Regions from separate parts of the Capsicum annuum genome. Here region 2 is linked to region 1. The links are chromatin contacts, called in public Hi-C maps. All regions are on one chromosome and are shown on one strand. Each heading gives the region's core, a stretch centred on a gene start, on an enhancer-like site or on the middle of the called end of the contact. The rest is flanking DNA. Distances are from core to core; before and after follow the strand shown. Region 1 has its middle 14 kb from the start of LOC107878276. Region 2 holds the start of LOC107878278 (disease resistance RPP13-like protein 4).

The links. Hi-C and Micro-C count contacts between places; a contact is called where the count stands out from the background.
Region 2: a contact with region 1 is called in a Hi-C map of leaf, with 4 times the contacts expected there. The contact joins the promoter of LOC107878278 here to the enhancer-like site in region 1. A contact is called at or near these places in 3 of 5 Hi-C or Micro-C datasets (leaf and placenta).

The regions. Positions count from the first base shown.
Region 1 is chr7:195,837,142-195,842,327 of UCD10Xv1.1, forward strand. No RefSeq gene overlaps it. Among protein-coding and RNA genes, the nearest start is that of LOC107878276, 14 kb to the left of the region's middle. Within about 2 kb of position 2,505, at least 5 of the 5 cell types and tissues checked have an H3K27ac peak or open chromatin away from gene starts, as enhancers often do. A contact at or near this core is called in leaf, where this site is marked.
Region 2 is chr7:195,913,864-195,919,049 of UCD10Xv1.1, forward strand. LOC107878278 (disease resistance RPP13-like protein 4) reads right to left here and starts at 2,601. Exons shown (of 3, transcript XM_047415346.1): 1 at 2,449-2,601; 2 at 1,165-1,260.

The DNA of each region.
Region 1 (5,186 bases), core at 1,255-3,754:
AGTCTGAACTATCAATGAACTCTTCATCACCTCCTAATTTACCCACATATCTGTCTTTTTTTTTTTTTCTGAAAATGTCCTGAAAACCTTTGTTAATACGAGCTTCACCTACAGGTATTTCTTCTCTAACTTTTGCTTCTTTTTTTTGGATTTCTTTTGCTTCTATTTCAGCCCTAAAGGCTCTCAACTCTTCATCAATGTCTGAACCATCCTCATCAGGGATTTCAACATCTGAATCAGTACTAGGCACATCTAATTCATTACCATTCAGATTTTCATCAAGACCCCTACCCTCATTACCATCACTGCCTATATCATCTTCATCAATACACACGGTTGTCCCTTCTAAAAGAAAGGAAGACTTTGGTACAACCTCAATATCTTCTTCAATGCCATGAAGAAGAAACACATCAAGCTCATCACAATATTTCAAGTCCTTCACAAAGTCTAATAACTCCCTATCAGAATTAATTGGAACTAACTCTTCACCATATATATGTTGACAGTAGAACCCCTTAATATTTGAATACCCAAGATCTTTGGCATAAGAAAAAAACTCAAAAAAATTATAGTGGTCTTTATTAATAGCAACAGCAAAGACATCAACCTCACCTTTATAACTAAGCTTAGGGCCGGCTACAAGACTTTCCTCGTGGTGAAAACAGGTCAAACTATAATTGTCCATTATATTTCCTTAACAGCCCCCAGAAGATTCTCAATAAAAGAAAATACCCAAAATATCCTTGAACTAGAAAAATACCAAAATAACCTTGTATTTATCAGTGAAATCTAAAAAATAACACATAAATTAGTCAAATCCCTAAAAAACCCACACAAAATCCACACAAAACCCTAACTTTGTCACTGAAATCTCTAAAACAAATCTAATAACGAAAATTCAGAAAAACACTACAAATAGTTGGGGTAAAATATCCATACAATAAGGAAAATAGAAAAAAAGTAAAGAACAACTTTAGTTGTACCTCAAATTTCTTCAATTTCGTCAATTAAAAAAAAGAAATCTTCAATTTCATCAATGAACATTAATCAACACTTCATATCATGCATTGTACCTACAAAAAATACCATTATTAGCTAGATCTCTCAACGAATTAACGAAAATCGAATCAAAAGTAAAAAAAAAATAAAAAATAGCGAAGCTCTTCAATCGGGTTTGAGAAATGATATGGAAATGGGAATTTTGTGAGATTTTACTCCTTAAATTTTGATATGCTGATGTATAAAGTAGTTTCCACCGTGACAGGTTTTAAATGACTTATAAAATCCACGTGGGTCGTTTGACTCACATGCGCCTCACCTTAATTTTAATAAGCGCAAAAAGTGTCAAAGTAAGACACTTTTATCTACTTGAGGTGTTTAAAATGAACATGGTCCAGTTAAGGCGTCTAAGTGAAAGATGGTGCCAAGTTTAGGGGATCACCGATGGATTTGACCATAATTTTAACCACTTAATTTGTCAATAGGAGTCTTGTACGGTTATTTTGCTGTAAATTGAGGCTTCTTTCACAAGTTCAGAACTAGATTGGAATATAATGCAAGTAGTATTTGAATAGAATGTGGAGAAGTGAATAATTCAAGCCTATATATTTGAAATGTGAGCATATAAATTTCTGTGCTTAAATTGTTAGCCTCACACATTAAATTGCATTACATAAGATAATATATTAGTTAGGTGCACATGTTTGCTCATCACTCGGAATGACAGAAAATGACTAACTCCTTTGACATGATTAAATTGCATAAGGTGTTGCATTACAAGCTTATATGAAATTATCTGCTTATGTGCCATTAATTGTGTTGCTTAAACCTTCAGCTTAAGTTCATATTAATTCGTTTACATTCAGAAAGAAAAAAAATAGCCAACCTTCTCAAACATGAGTGCCACGATTGGTTAAGCTTGATTAAGCCACTCAATCGCCCTACATATGGGTTGAACTTGAGTGAGTAAAATCATAATCCCCACGACAATTTCACTATGTCGAAATCTTTTTAAGAAGTTACTTCTTTAAAGATAATTCAATTTTCAACGTCAGTTTGATAGTTTTCATCTTCAGTTTCAATTACTTGTTTCAAACTCAGTTTCCAGATACAGTTTCAGCTAACATATTTATTCTATTTGTAATGTAAAGTTACTTATTTTACTTTTCGCACTTCATTATAGTACTCCCTCCGTTTCATAATAAATGAATTGTTAGATTTTGGCACACATATTAAGAAAAAAAGACATAAATTTAACACAACTTTTCATTTTTACCCTAAAAAAAAAAAGTTGACCTTGTAAGACCTTTTCAAAAGTTAATTGGTTGTCAAATCATAAGGGCAAATTTGAAAAAAAAATTTAATGATTCACTTATTTTGAAACACCAATAAATACCCCAACAATTCACTTATTTTAAAACGGAGGGAGTACTATAATCCACATTAATCTTGTCCTTTGCTTAAAGGGTTGTTAACGAGGCTTTCTGGGTATCCTTCAAAGGTACTTAGCACGTTTGAGCCTTCCACATCGTCTGACTAGTGTTGAGTGGTGGTGATCGATGAAGCATATGTCCAGGGTTGGACTTTTCTCATTTACTGACAAGATTCACCTATTTCATCCTAGCAGTAATGGTTCTTTTTAGACTTATTATCATTAGATGGTGTATTATATTTTCGGGGAATGCCCCCCCCCCCCCCCCCCTCTTCCCCCATAAACTTATCTATTCAACATTATTAGTTAAGACGCTCATGACTTCTTAGTGGGGTTTAACTTTTGTTTTATTATTCACCTTTTAGATTATTAATTTGAGAACTTTTATTACTGACTATTTGAATGCTACGTTTTGCTTAGACCTTCAGCTAGCTAGTTTAGTAGTATTCGTTCGACCCGTAACAAAGATTTAAGTATCAATCACATCCCACTCCAGTTGGCGGCGCGGCAATACCAATACATAAAATTTCAACTGTGTATTTGTTGTTATTAAAAGTTAGCCATAAAAAGTATAGAAATATGAATTGCTTGCTCTGCATGAAATATCATGGAATTCAACGACAACAATAACATACCTGTATATTTCCATAAAGTTAGATTTGGGGAGGATAAGTGTATACAATCTGATCACTACCTCAAAATTGTTATGGAATTCAAGATCCAGAAATCTGAACTTGGAGAAAGAGATATGAAATGGGCTTCTCATAGGCCCAAGTTTATTCAATCGTCAACTCCTAATGGGCCACCGTGGACAAAACTCATTTCCCTCGACAGCAGAATGGGCTAAATGCACAAACACATGTTTTGGATCGCCCTTCAATTTATGTTTGCTTTTTATATTAGAAAAATTACAGAAACTAGTATCTTTAAGATTATAATTATAATAAATAGCAATATTTTTTCAAAATTGCAACTTATAACAAAAGTAGCAATATTTTACCCACTTCATAGTAGTAGAAGAATATGTATTTTTCAGTTGTGCATATGTATTTATAAGTAATACATATATATTTGTATATGTATTTATATAGCAACATTTTACTTAAATACAAAATATAATTTGTTATTTTTCGTAATTATGAAACTGTTGTTATAAAAGTTATAATTAAAGCTACAGAGTTGCTATTTCTGAAATTTTCCCTTTTATATACTCCCTCCGTCTCATTTTATGTGTCATTATTTCCTTTTTAGTTTGTCCCAAAAAGAATGTCATGTTTCCTTATTTGGTAAATATTTAAAAATACAATTACACTTATACCCTTTGGGCCCACTTAATTAAAGAAAAAGATAGTAGCACATTTTTTGATAAAGGACAATTTGGTAAATATTATCAAGTCTTTCCTTATTTTTTAAACTCCATGCCCGTTCAAATGGCGACTCATAAAATGGGACGGAGGGAGTATTATTTTTGGGAAATAGACACCCATTGGCCATTTCTAAAACAAATGGCCAGCATTTGCTAATTTGTCAAATAACGGTCAGTCGGCCAAACTATTACCATTTAATAGTCATTGGACTACTTTGACCCTTTTCTTCTTAGGCCATTTCGACCTACTTTTTAAGAGATTTTTTTTTGTTTCACTTCATTCATTTAAAAATAAAGGAAAAATTTCAGAAATAGCAACTATAGAACTTTAATTGTAAGTTTTATAGCAACTCTTTCAAAATTACAAAAAATAGCAATATGTATTTTGTATTTGATTAAACTATTACTAGTTAAATGCATATACAATTAAAGATTCTGTTCCTAATTTAACTCCAATCTGTTTCAGTTTAATATGGGAAAAACGGTTCCTTAATTTAAGGAACATTTAATTTGATAGATTTCTTAACCTTTTACAGATACCTTTTTCTTTAATGACTCTATTTTAACCACAACCATTATTTTACAGCAACATAATTCAAAATTCAAAAACGTTTTTCATAATCTGCAACTCATATCAATTTAAAAAAAAACGACTGCTTCCAAAATTTATGTTCATCGTTTAATGTTTTGAGAAAAGTTTGATAAGACAACGCTGCAAATACAGGTATCAATAAACAAATATGATTTTATTTGTGAATTTTTGAACTATATTTGTGAAAATTGCTGAAAAAATTGTAACAATAATGGTTTGATCAGTTCTCGAACAAAGTGGTTTGATCGATAATTTGTTTTTACAAATTAGAGTTTTCCATCGCGTTATGTAGGTTGAATATTGATTTACAATTGTTACAGTTTATTTTGTATTTTTTTCCATTTTCAATTAAACAATTTGTTCTTGTTGAATTTCGTTTGAAGTTTTGTATATACTAATAAGTTATTGTATCAAAGGGTTCGAACATTGCAGACCTGTAATAATCGTTGATGCAAGTCATCTCAGAAAACTGTATACTGATACTTTTGTAGCTGCTTATACCATGGATGGAATCATTAAGTCCTTCTTATATATGTATTTAACATTACATACGCTGCCAGCTATATGTATTTGTAAAATACATATGTAGTCTGTTTATGTGATCACTGGTAGTTACTTTTATGTATTTCAGTTTACATATGCTGCCAGCTATTTGTATTTAAAAAATACATATGCACTCTGTTTTAAGTGTTTGATTGCATTTATATTTTTTTAAAAAATAAAATATACAGGCCATATATTTCTAAAAATACATATTGAGACATGCAATATACATATGCAGAGTTGGTAAAATACAA
Region 2 (5,186 bases), core at 1,351-3,850, 77 kb after region 1:
CGGTAACTCAACTAATAGTTATTATCTCGCAAAATCAACTTTTTTCTTTCTTTCAATTTCGTTCAATAAAAGGAAGTGTCCTTTTGAGATGACAACTGTCATTTGAGTGACTATATGAGAAATCAACTCTGTTTGTTACAGTGCTATGGGACTGAACATGTTTCCAAAGCAAGGGAAAATAATTGGTTGCGGAAACTAAACCAAATTATCGGAAAGATGCTCTATTCACTTTGCTTGTCTTACTGCCAATATTCTAAAGATATAATAAGTGCGACCTGTGTGGATACATCGACTCAGGATTTCACTTCATCTCATATCTATACCTGGACTGGGACAAATGATACACTGGTATTTCAACGCTAGATCTCTACCCCTCGAAAGCTCACTCACAATCTAGGGCTCACTTAGGGCCAGAAAAATAGGAGGCTCACTTAGGGCCAGAAAAATAGGATTCTTCATAAAAAGCCAACCGGGAACCTTCTTGCAAGGGGTTGTGCTTTGCTACTTACTTAGGTTTCCATCTATTGTTTTTAAATACATGGGAATGAATTCATCGGTCAAACACGTCATTTGTATGCACCCGAACATGTTCATTCGGCAAGTTCATCCTGATTGGGAGCTTGGTTGGATCGAATTTGCATTGCACATATGTTTTTTTATATACATAATAGAAATCTTTATTTCCCCTCTCTCTCTCTCGATAGAAATGAGATTATAGCGGATACACACATTAATTAATCAAATTTGCCCGACATAGAGGCGATCAAGAAAACCGCATACGTGAATTCATAACCTACAAAATGGAAAGGGCCACTGGTTTACCTCTCCAGCGAATCAAATTGGCCAAAGGTGTGTGTCCATGAGTGGGGCATGGTATCATATTCTAGCTCGCAGTTTCACTCTTGCATCATTTTTAGTCCCTTTCAAAAGGTCCTTCCTTTTGTAGATCTTTAACTTCAATTTTCCCGCATGACATGTTTAATTAACACCACAACATTAGAAAATACTTTGGTACATTCTATATATCTATAGTTTAAGACAACAAGATTCAAAAGTCTTTTTTTTCTTTCTTGAATTTCATGCGAAGTCAAAATCAGACAAACTAATCGAAACGGAGGGAGTATATTATTGTAACTTTTCAAGATGAGTCGAGAGATTTCTTACCTCAATGTTAGATGATTATATGATAACAATTTTGATCAGGTCTCACAAGTCCAGCAGTGTCACCGTAAAGCTCTTCAACATACCTAATAAGAAGTCCTGAATTCAAATAAAATTTAAATGGAATTGAACAGAGATATATAAAGAATGTAACCCCTTTAGGGGAACTAAGTATTATGACTATTAGGATGTTTTGGTGTGCGTACGAGAGCAAATAATTTCAGGATAAAATAATACGTTTGGGATGAACTTTTTAATGTTTGGTTGATATTAGTCTCGGGATAAGTTATTCCACACATTTGGTGGTATAAGTTATCCCACCCTAATTTATCCTTGGATAACATTATAAAATGACAAAACTATTCCAAAATCTATGATTTTCATTTCACACGCACACATATATTTTTTTTATGAATACATTATACGTTAAATTTATTTGAATAATTATTATGTTTATTTATATATTTTAATTTATCTAAAAGATAATTAAAATATCGACCCCATTATTGAATTACATATTTTAAATTAAATAGTTTTTTAATCACCTGAAAATTGATATTGTATATATCAATTAAAATGAATTTTAATATTCTATATTATATGAGTGATATGTGTTTAAATAAAGTGACATAAACAATAAATCCTCTTTTATTTTAACAAACTTAAGTTGGGAGTTTTTATTTCAAACTAAATAAGATGTAGTAAGATTTTTTTTTAAACACACACGACATAATCTTGGGAAGGCACACGCAAAAAAATTAAAGTTAAATAAGATGAAAATTTTATTTTTGAAATACACACGATATAATCATGAAAATGCATACACAAAAAAATGAAGCTAAATAAGATGAAAGTTTTATTTTTAAGAATAAATATTTAAAGCTTGAAAAGAAATATATATATATATATATATATATATAAAAGTTAAATAAGATGGAGGGTATTTAAGTAATCAATTATTTTATTCTTAGAAATTATACCATGCATATTACTTTGAATATAACAAACCAAACACTCAATAAAAAAAAAAATGCCACCATAACTAGTCCCAATATAACTTATCCCATCATAACTTATCATATCATAACTAATCCCATCATAGCTGCATTCCCAACCAAGCTACCCCTTAAAAGAAAAATCCTATGACACATTTTTCGTCTACTATGGCATGATTTAATATCATATATATATTTTTAAATAGTTAGTGTGATTTAATTACAATAGAATCAATAACAATACCAAGTACAATTCCACAAGTAGAGTATGTGGAGGGTAATGTGTACCCACCCTTACCGGCCAATTACCCCTGCCTTGTGAAGGTACTTGGAGAGGCTATATCCGATAGACCACCAGCTTGAGTAAGCATATCAAATCAAGCATGTAAAACAAATTCAGAAGCAAAGAGGTTGTATTGATCGACAACAATTAAGAGAACAAGTAACAATAACAAACAACACGATAACTGAAGCAACGGAAACAGAAGATACTGCTAAAATTGAAGAAAAGTATGGCATGTTAAAGAGCAACATTAAAACAATCTGAAACAATCAAACATAGTATACGAATGGATAAAGGAATATTTACCTTAATCTAGTGATTACAAATCTAAAATTCAGAATAAAAAGAAAGGTTGTGCTCTTTAAAACTTGGGAAGTGCCTATTTATGAGAAGGGGAGGAAAACTTATAAAACAAGACTAAGGTCCCTTTTCTCCTTCAAAATGTATCAAAATGATAAATAGAAAGTACTTACTATTACCAATGCTATTTTAGTTATACGACCTTTTCTTTCAAAAGTGATCAAAAAGCAAATAAAACGCATGAGATTTTTATAGGGTCATTTTCTTTTAATTTGAGACAGCTAGAAATTTCTCCATACGTTTAAGATTTGTCTTATTTGCAATTCATTTTTAATAGACATAATTATCGGTAATAATTTTTCTATATCATAAAGGTAGGAATAAGGTTTGCGTATATTCTATCCTCTTCGAACTTCACTTATAGGATTACACAAAATATATTATTGTTGTTCTAAGTCAAAATTGCTCATTGTGAGGTTACAGATTCGAGCCACTAATTTTTTGCTTAGGATAAGCTGCCTATGTAAGATCTCTTCTTCAGAGACTCTTAAGGTGAATTTCTTCTCATAATCTTATTTCATAAAAGAAATAAAACATAAGCATGTTCTTTAACTTGATTCCTTGATTCAACTGACATCTATGCCCTTCAACTTTAGATATGTATAAGTAGATACTTAAATTTGTATAGAATTGCATAAGTAGATACATGCATCCTACATGACATTTACATGTCAATCTCACGCAAATTGCCACGTAGATGTCACCTAAAATGTGTTTATATCTACTTGTTCGACTTTATATAAATCTATTATACCTATTAATCCGCGCACCCCCCTCCAAATGGTATCAGAGCTAAGTAATTTAAAAAGTACGGAAGAGATATATGTTAGAAGAGTTGTTAGAATTAAAATAGATTTAGAGTTAAAACAATTTACTTATAATTAAATTAATTATGCGAAGACCATTTAAAAATAGAGAAGCTTTTAGAAAAATTAAAGAATCTTTAATTAGTAATTATTCAGAATATATAAGTCTAAATAAAACAAAAGAAAATCCACAAAAACTAGCCTATTTAATTACATTAATATCTAGTATTGAATCAAAATTAATAACACATTTAAAATCTAGAAGAATGAAACATATACCACTTAATTATAATAAAATTAGATTTAGATATCCACCGAGATATTATAAACATAATTTAAAATGAATAAAATACAACGATATAAAGAATTAAAACAAATTATCTCTGAAAAACGAAAAGAATTAAAAATGAGAATAGAAAGACTAAATTATAATATATTTGCCGGAGTTAGTAAAAATTCAATAAATACACAAAAGGATGAAATATCAAAATTAGAATCACAAATAGATAGCTTAGAATATATATATCAACATGACCTATTCACAATAAAATGAATAAAGAAGAATTTATAATAGATGAAAAAATATATGAAAACTACGAAGGATCAAAAATAAAAATAGTATTTTCTAATCTAGGACGAAGATATAAGAAAATAGGTGAACATTTATATCTAATGTTAGAAAAAGAAGAATTAAAATTAGAAGATAAATTAACAGCAATGGTAAGAATAGAAAAAGAAAATGAAGAGATAGATAGGAAAAAAGAAATAGAAAAAATAAAACAACAAACTACGGAAGAAATACGAAAAATAGAAGAAACCAAAAATAATAGAATTGCTGAATTAGAAAAAGAATTACAAATGTTAAAAGAGCTGTATGAACAAAGACAAAAAGAAAAAGAAGAAAAAGATAGAGAACAGAAATTACTAAACGAGATAAATCAATTTAAGGAAAAATTAGAAATAAAAAACGAAGAATTAGAAATAAATAACATAGATATCGAAGGAACAGATAATTATGAGTCCGAAGATAGTGAAACATATACAGAAATATTAACAAATACAAAAAATTTAGAAATCAATGAAGAACAAAAAATTTATGAGGAAAACTTAGAAAATACCCAAACAGAAATAAATACTCTTGATAAAAAAGAAAATGAAAATATAATACCTAAAACAACAGAAATAAGAAAACCCATATATTATAAAAATAAGTTTAAAAAATATAATGAATATGATAAATGGACACCAAAACAAATAGTAAATAAAAATTATAACTTTTTAGATCTAGACTGTGTAATAGATACAGAAAAAACAATACAATTATGGATAGGATATATGACAAAACAATTATTAGATAATAATATAAATATAACAGATGCACCGGAATATATAGAAAAAACACTAATAGGATCAGTAAAACTATGGTTTGCAAATCTAACCGAAAATAGCAAAAAAGTATTAAGAACTAATAAACCTATAGAAGGAACATCATCGACAACAACTAAACTAACACCTATAGAATTATTAAAAAAATATGAAACAACTATAAAAGATGAATTTGGTAGTACGACAACAATTGAA